Linked DNA regions of Mus musculus: region 1 is linked to region 2. Evidence: chromatin contacts called from public HiChIP or PLAC-seq data. All regions are on one chromosome and are shown on one strand. Each heading gives the region's core, a stretch centred on a gene start, on an enhancer-like site or on the middle of the called end of the contact. The rest is flanking DNA. Distances are from core to core; before and after follow the strand shown. Region 1 overlaps Gosr2 (golgi SNAP receptor complex member 2). Region 2 overlaps Map3k14 (mitogen-activated protein kinase kinase kinase 14).

Region 1 (3,848 bases), core at 1,147-3,646, 440 kb after region 2:
AAAAAACAAAAACAAAAAAAGGCAGGGAGCCCACTGCAGAGATCGGGGTAGACTTTCAGTGACTCTTCTGAAGGGGGAGCACCTCTGCGCCACTGCAGACACTGTGACTGCCAACAGGAGGTGAGCTTCAACCGCCCTGTCGGTTCCTCTCCCTGTAAAGATGGTGGGAGCTGCTCAGAAATACACTGGAGTCCTTAGAGCAGACAACTCTGCCCCAATAACAACTAAGATAACCGCCACACTTCCAAGGGACTGTTTCTCACAGCCCAGTGGCTGGCAGTGCTTTACTCTAGGGGATCACACCCTGATAACAAGGAGAGCCCACACCCCCAGAGCCATCAGGGCTGACACAGGAAAAGACTGAGGCTGAAACGCCATGACTGACAGCAATCTATACTGTTTCTGTAAACCACTCCCAGGGGTCAGGGTCTCAGCAGTACAAACAAGGCAGGCTTCTTGGATACCTGTGGCTATGAGAAGCATGGGGACCTCCCTGTGCACTCCACGGCTGAAATCCCAAAGAAAACCACCTTAGAAGACTGCCTTCTTAAAAGAGCAAATCTAAAGACGCATTTCTCAGCCTGTCATTGGTCCCCTTACAGCAAACTCAATTTCATGCAGAGTCAGTAGGAGGGCAAAGCCCTAGCTATCAGGAAATGCCACTGCGTTTGTTACACGCAATGGGCAAACGTGTAAGTTCAAGGGCTTGGGCTTACTGTCACATGGGGACTGGGGACACAGAAACAATACAAACACAGAACTAAACTATAGGACAAGGACAAAATAAAAAGCCTTCTCTCTATTCTCCAGCAGGGCCCCCACCTTCAAGGTCAGTCTCTGGGCCCTCAGTCCCTCCAGAATACTGTGCCCGCCTCCAATGAGGTCATCCATGCCGTGGTGAATGTTGTGGAGGGAGGAGTTAAACTGCAGTGATTCATCCATGGGAATGGTGGTGTCAGAGTCCTGTGAAAGAAATGCAGGCACTTGGTTAACTTTGCTTGCCACTCAGCTCCTGGGGGCTGGGCAAATCTTACTACACTGCCTTTTTGGCCAACGTCAAGCCAGAAGAACTAGAGGGACAAATGCAAGAATCAGAGAGTCCAACAGGGGAGGAAAGCAAAGCAAAGGTGTGTGTAAGGGGGCGGGGCCTGCTCGCACAGCAGCAGAAGAGGTAACGGACCCATAATTCTCCAAGTGAGCTCTGCTGTAGTGTTGATCTGTTCATCTGCTACGTCCCCCACTGAGGAAAATCCGGTTATTCCTTCCAGACTTCATTCATTTCTCCTAAAGGTTTTTTCTGGCGCCTCTCAAAGACAGCTTCTCAAGTGTTCCTTTACAGCAGTTCTTGCTCGTGCGCTTTTACATGTTTGCTTTTGTTCTTTAGCTATTTTATCTATAGCTTATCCCTCTAATTAGACTGAAACTACGGATCAAAGGGGCAGTGCTTTCTACTGAAGCCTGCAGGGTGTTCAGGATGGGAACAAAGTTCTGAGAAGGCAGGGAAAGGTTGCTAAAGAAAGACAGAGGAAAAGAAAAGAGGACTGCAGAGTGAGCACAGTCTATGTGAGTGAGATGCCTCAGATCACAGACTCTGCAGACTTTGCAATGGATTTACCTACTAAGCACTCCTTTGGACCCTGGCCTTTCCGACTGAAATGCCCTATCAGTACAGACCAAGCCCTCTTACTTCACAGGCACATTTCTCTAACTCACACAGCTTGCTGGACTTTTCCTGCTCTCCCCATTTTGCAGATGAAGAAGGTGAGGCCCAGAGAGATGGAATAACCTGTCCAGATAGGTAGGATCCCAGGGCTGGGTGCACACACAACTCTCAATTTCAACTACACTGCAGACAAAAACACTGAGAGTGAGCCTGGTGGCTCTAACCACACACCAATTGCGCTGGGAAGAGGACCACGTGTCACCCAGCAGTGATTGTCTCTCCTTCCTGCTGTCTGACCAGCACAACCTCCTGCCAGGCAGTGCCCCACCACCATGGAAGCCCCAATTCCCACTGGCAGGTGAGTAACCATTTGTTCTGCTGCTCAAGTTCAGAACCAGCCCTAGGTGGACATTTTGAAACTCCCTGCTAACACAGAAGCTCCTGAAAGGAAGAAGCCATGTTTAGTACTCTTCTCAAAGGCTTTACTTGGTATCTTGGTGTTAACTCTAGTGTTTTAAGAGAACCACGACTCCCCTTTTCTGACAAGCACTTACTGAATGGCTTTACACAGAAACCTGAGAAGGGAAGGGTGCTAGTCTGCTCTCTTTAGAATGGGGAAAGTGACTTGGAGGAAGTTTCATTTGGTGAGTCAGTGCTTATGAGCAGCCTGGTGAGTGTGGTGCCACATCAGGCTGGCAATCAACAGAATAATCCTGAGAGGTCATGTCTAGCCTACAACTGCCTGAATGTGATGTAGCATGCCATATGCTGGCTTACTCAGAGGCTTACAGCACTGTATGTGTGAGCTGTTAATCACCACGGCCTGCCTGCCCACCTGCTCTATAAACACAAACCTGTGAAGCCCCAACCTGAAGCCCTGGAAGAACCGCACTGCAGCAGGGCATGGAGCAATGGCTTGGTCATCTGCCAGTGGAAATCGGGGTTTCCGTGGTGGAGGGGCACTGCCTGGCAGGAGGTTGTGCCAATCAGACAGTAGGAAAGAGAGCACTCACTACTAGTGACGACTTGGCTCTCTCCCAGGCCCAGTCTGTGTGCGGTTAGAGCCACCAGGCTCGCTCCAGGCTTGCTTGCAGTATTTCTGTCTACAGTGTGGCTTTGTACACATATTAAGCAAGGAATTCTACTGGCAGATTTAGAAAGTGACAAACTATGAAGCCCAAACCCACCTCATTTGGTAGAACACACTATGTGAGTCCCTGAAAAGGGCCAGGAGGTTGTATTTGCAGAGAATGAGCCTACTGAGGCTAGGAGACAGGGCAGGGCTTCTAAGAGATCAAACATGCAAAACAACAGGCTATTCCAAAAAGACTGAAGTCAAGCAATGCATCTAACACATCTGTTAACAAATTCCTCCAAATTGCCATTTGAGCCGGGGCAGAAACATTTTAATGCATCTGAGGCTGGAGACACACACACACACACACACACACACACACACACACAGAGCACAATGGGAAACATTTTAATGCATCTGAGGCTGGAGACACACACACACACACACAGCACAATGGGAAACATTTTAATGCATCTGAGGCTGGAGACACACACACACACACACACACACACACACAGCACAATGGCACGTGCCTGGAGGCAGCTTTCTAACCACTCTAACCACCTGTCTCTATCTGCTCACAGAAGCATCTCCCCCCATGTGAACCCCACCTCTGCAGTGGACTAATCAAGCCAGGGAATTTTCCTCTCTGCCTACTCTACTGCTTCAGTCTAACTGCTTCCTCCTCGGGTTTTTGTGTTTGGAGAGAAATCCCCCACCCAGGCCTGGTCTTAGTGGCAATGCACAAAGTCCCGACATTTCCACTTGGTCTCCTCCTGAGTCAGCTTCAGGCACTCCGCTAAGAGGTGATGCCTGTTACCTGCATTCAGTCCTGACCTGTCAGGCGCCTGCCAACCCCCAGAGTCTGGCTTACGTTAGTGGTGAAGGTGCGAGACAGAAGCTCGTCTCGCTGTCTCTCCTGCTGCTCCCTGACTTGGCGCCGGTGCTGAAAGTTCCTGAGGGCAGTCTGCAAGTGCTGGACATCATACTTTAGCTGGTCGACACGGCTGGAGTTAATGGAGACAGAGATTAAATCCTAGGGGCTGGGGTGGGCACACTGAGGCAACCTGGCTCTATACTCCCTTCTCTCCCAGGGCCCACCCTCACCGA
Region 2 (3,542 bases), core at 727-3,226:
TGACTTGCTTCAGACAAAGCCTGAGAAGGTGCCACATGCAGACAGGTCTGTAAGAATTGCTCTGGGGTGGCAGGCTGATCTCTCACAGATGCTGTCTTCCCTGCTGTACGCCATTACGCTCAGCTCATACTTATTTGCTCTTGGGGCAGAAATGCAGACCAAATGAAGCCAATGCTCTATGGGCCCTGGCCTTCTGCCCAACCATGCCTGGAAGTTAATGAGATAGTGGTGATCCGAGGGATACTTGGCTCAAGCTTCTTCCTAAAGCCGCCTCACTCTCCTTCCATCCCCATTGCTACTGAAGCATAGCCCGCTCAACCTAGAGGGGACTGCCTGATTCTGGAGGCTACAAAAGACAGTCAGAGGGGTCTGCAACCATATAGGAGGAACAACAATATGAACTAACCAGTAACCCCCAGAGCTGTGTCTCTAGTTGCATATGTAGCAGAGGATGGCCTGGTCGGCCATCAATGGGAGGAGGGGCCCTTGGTATTTTGAAGATCCTATGCCCCAGTACAGGGGAATGCCAGGGCCAGGAAGCGGGAGTGGGTGGACTGGGGAGTGGGGGGGGGTATAAGGGGCTTTGGGGATATCATTTGAAATGTAAATGAAGAAAATATCTAAAAAAAAAAAAAAGACAATCTGTCACTTGGTCACTCTAAGAAGTCTATGGGGGAATTCTGACTTCCAAATAGCCAAATAGGCAAAAACCTCCAGGTAGGCTATTATTGTAATTTTTCTTTTTCATTTCTCTACTCTCCTCCCTGAATCCCACAACGTGCTGAATATTGACTTAAAGCCTATACGAAAACTGACCTTTCTTAGCTTTAAAAAAAAAACAAAAATCAGGGAAAATTAAATTTAAAAACCAATCAGAAAAATCCCCCAAATGTAACAGAAGTTGCTGTATGTTTAAAGGGACCTCAGGGATGCTTCAATCTCCTCATTTTTTTGTGAGAAACCTGAAGCCTACCCAAGTGGGTCCCTGCTCAAAGTTGCTCCGCCCATGTGAATCAGAGCAGAGGCAGGCAGAGGACCCGGGCTCTTCAGGCTGGACCCACACGCAAGTTTCCCAGGTCACAGGCAAACGTGAAACAAAAGTTGTGGTCCTCTGTGGTCTAAGAGCAGAGGGGCACCCTAGGTATCTTAGTATAGAGAACAGCAAGGCAAACTCAACACCGCTCATGTTGGTCAAACACGGGCTAAACAAGGGCACTGAACAAGCAAAGGCACACTTCTAGACTTTGGGACAGGACAATCCTGAGCACCAGAGATAAAGAACTGCGCTGATGAGCGAGGAAGATGGGTGGAGCTGCACCCTGCTCAGATAGCCTGCTCCTACCTAATGTTTAAAGTTCACCCTGGGCTATAGCTCCATTAAGATGGTGGCTAGCCAGGCAGCAGGCCAGGGGCCCTGGCGCTCCCACCCCCATGCACACACGACAAACACAAGCTGCTTCCTCTGGGGAGAACTTGAGGTTGAAGCCTCCTGTGTACTCCACAGTGACTCATGCCCAGCCTGGCAGCCAGGACAACAAGGAGGACCTACTGAGAAGCTGACCCAGCAGATGGCAGCTGGACCCAAGAGTGGCTGACCCTCACTCTCCCCGAGGCAGACAGTTCCAGCACGCAGCAGCAAAGCTTCTCCTGCAGCTGGCTTCCCATGCCACATAATCGTGACTCAGCCCCTCTCTGACAGCTTCCAGGTTCGCTGGCCTAATGGCAGCTCTCCCACAAATATAGACAGGCCTGCTTCCTCTCTCCCTCTCTACTTCTATGTGGGTCTGGCCCATAAAACTCATTTCAGTCCCAATTCCAGGACTGGTAGCTAGGTGTTCTTCCCAGAACCCTGGGCTTTGGTACAGGCTCATCCCTATCTCCCAGGCCTGAAACTTGTCCTTTCTGTCTCCCCTGCAGTGCCTGGAGAGTTGGGACAAAATGAGGTCAAGGCTGTACAGTATCACTCAACCCAACCCCCCCCCCTCCAGCTCCACCTCAGCCTCTAGTGCACGCAGCCGCCTGCTGTCTTCACTGTATGGAAGCCAAGGATGACAGAAACGGCAAGAGCCACACCCAGAGCCCACACAAAGAAAAGGCAGGGGTTCACACAGCACCCTTTCAGGCCTGATGCATACACCTAACCTGATGCCCTCTTGCTGTGCCCAATGGGTCTGCAGGAGTCTAGGGGCAGAAGTGACTGGGTGCTACTATATCAACCATAAGCAGTTCTCGGAGTGTACCTGGGCTGGTCCAAGGCCCCTGGCACATATGTAGCAGAGGGCTGCCTTGTCTGGCCTCAGTGAGAGAGGATGCACTTAATCCTGCAGAGACTTGATGCAACAGAGTAGGGGGATATGGGGGAGGGGACTGCCCTCTCTCAGAGGCGAAGGGGAGGGGAGACTGGGAAGGGGGGACAGCATTCAGGATGTAAATAATTATATATATAATATATATATATATATATATATATATATATATTATATATATTTCCATGATTTTTTAAAAAAAGAGCAGTTCTTGGTTTGGGCTCAAGGAGGTCTGGGAGCCACAAGAGCAAGCAAGACACAGTTTGTATTTTTCCAGGGAAAGGGTCATGGTGCTCAGCCAGCTGCTCAAGTGTATACGGGGCACAGGGTGTTGCTCCAGTGTGCCAGGGCAGGGCCAGGGCTCCATGCTTGAGCCATACCTCTGCATCCCTCCCACAGTGAGCTTTCCCATGCAGGAGTTGGTTACAGCCCCAGATGACTTCTTACAAAGCACTTCTGCTAGATCCACTCAAGAGGAACCGGGCTGCAGGCCAAGAATCTGCTTGTCTCTTAGTGTGGGGACTGAAACCAGGGTTTCACACGGATCAGGCAAGCACTCTCTCTCCGAGGCATGTTACATTCCCAGACCTTTTCAGGAAAACATTTTTTTGGGGAGGGGCTGCCAAGCCTGAGAACTTGAGTTTGATTCCTGGAACCCACAGCGTAGAGAAAGAGAACCAATTGCCACAGTTACCCTCTGACCTCAGCATCTGCACCATGTTGTGTGTGTGTGCACGCGCTATGTGACAAGAAATCATTTTACTCTAAGATATGGTTGAGGGTCTTGACTCTTGGAAGTCTGCCTCCCTGTCTTCGCCCCCTGCACGGCAGCAACCATGTGCCATCCACGTCTGGCTACAAATCTGAACCTTTAAAAAGTAATGAATTAATTTTATCTGCACACACATCGGGGATGCTGTGGTGGTCAGAAGAGGCGGTGGGGTCTGCTGGTGCTAGAGTCACAGGACAGTTGTGAGCCCCCTCACCCGGGAGCAGAGAACCAAACTCAGGTCCTTTGAGAGACCAGCAAATGCCCTCAATGGCTGAGCCATCCCTCCTGTCCCAGGACCTGTCCTTCTACTTTTATTTCTTATGCGTGGATGCTTTGCTTCCACGTATGTCTGAGCACCGTGTCTGGTGCCTGTGGAGGCCTGAGGAGGGCATCCGATTCCCTGGAACCAGAGTTACAGATGGTTGTGAGCGAGCATCTGTAACTGGACATCAAATCTGCGTTCT

Evidence for each region. HiChIP or PLAC-seq counts read pairs in DNA pulled down with a chosen protein or histone mark.
Region 1: a contact with region 2 is called in a FOXA1 HiChIP or PLAC-seq map of pancreatic cancer cells. The contact joins two enhancer-like sites. A contact is called at or near these places in 1 of 39 promoter capture datasets (embryonic stem cells), 1 of 115 datasets of contacts at active chromatin or transcription factors (pancreatic cancer cells) and 1 of 9 other capture datasets (adipose tissue).

What each region holds. Positions count from the first base shown.
Region 1 is chr11:103,682,970-103,686,817 of GRCm38.p6, forward strand. Gosr2 (golgi SNAP receptor complex member 2) reads right to left here. Exons shown (of 6, transcript NM_019650.4): 4 at 3,613-3,745; 5 at 823-963. Among named protein-coding and RNA genes, the nearest start is that of Gosr2, 13 kb to the right of the region's middle. Within about 2 kb of position 2,397, at least 109 of the 459 cell types and tissues checked have an H3K27ac peak or open chromatin away from gene starts, as enhancers often do. A contact at or near this core is called in pancreatic cancer cells, where this site is marked.
Region 2 is chr11:103,244,960-103,248,501 of GRCm38.p6, forward strand. The region is part of intron 1 of Map3k14 (mitogen-activated protein kinase kinase kinase 14); the gene reads right to left. Among named protein-coding and RNA genes, the nearest start is that of Map3k14, 21 kb to the right of the region's middle. Within about 2 kb of position 1,977, at least 185 of the 459 cell types and tissues checked have an H3K27ac peak or open chromatin away from gene starts, as enhancers often do. A contact at or near this core is called in pancreatic cancer cells, where this site is marked.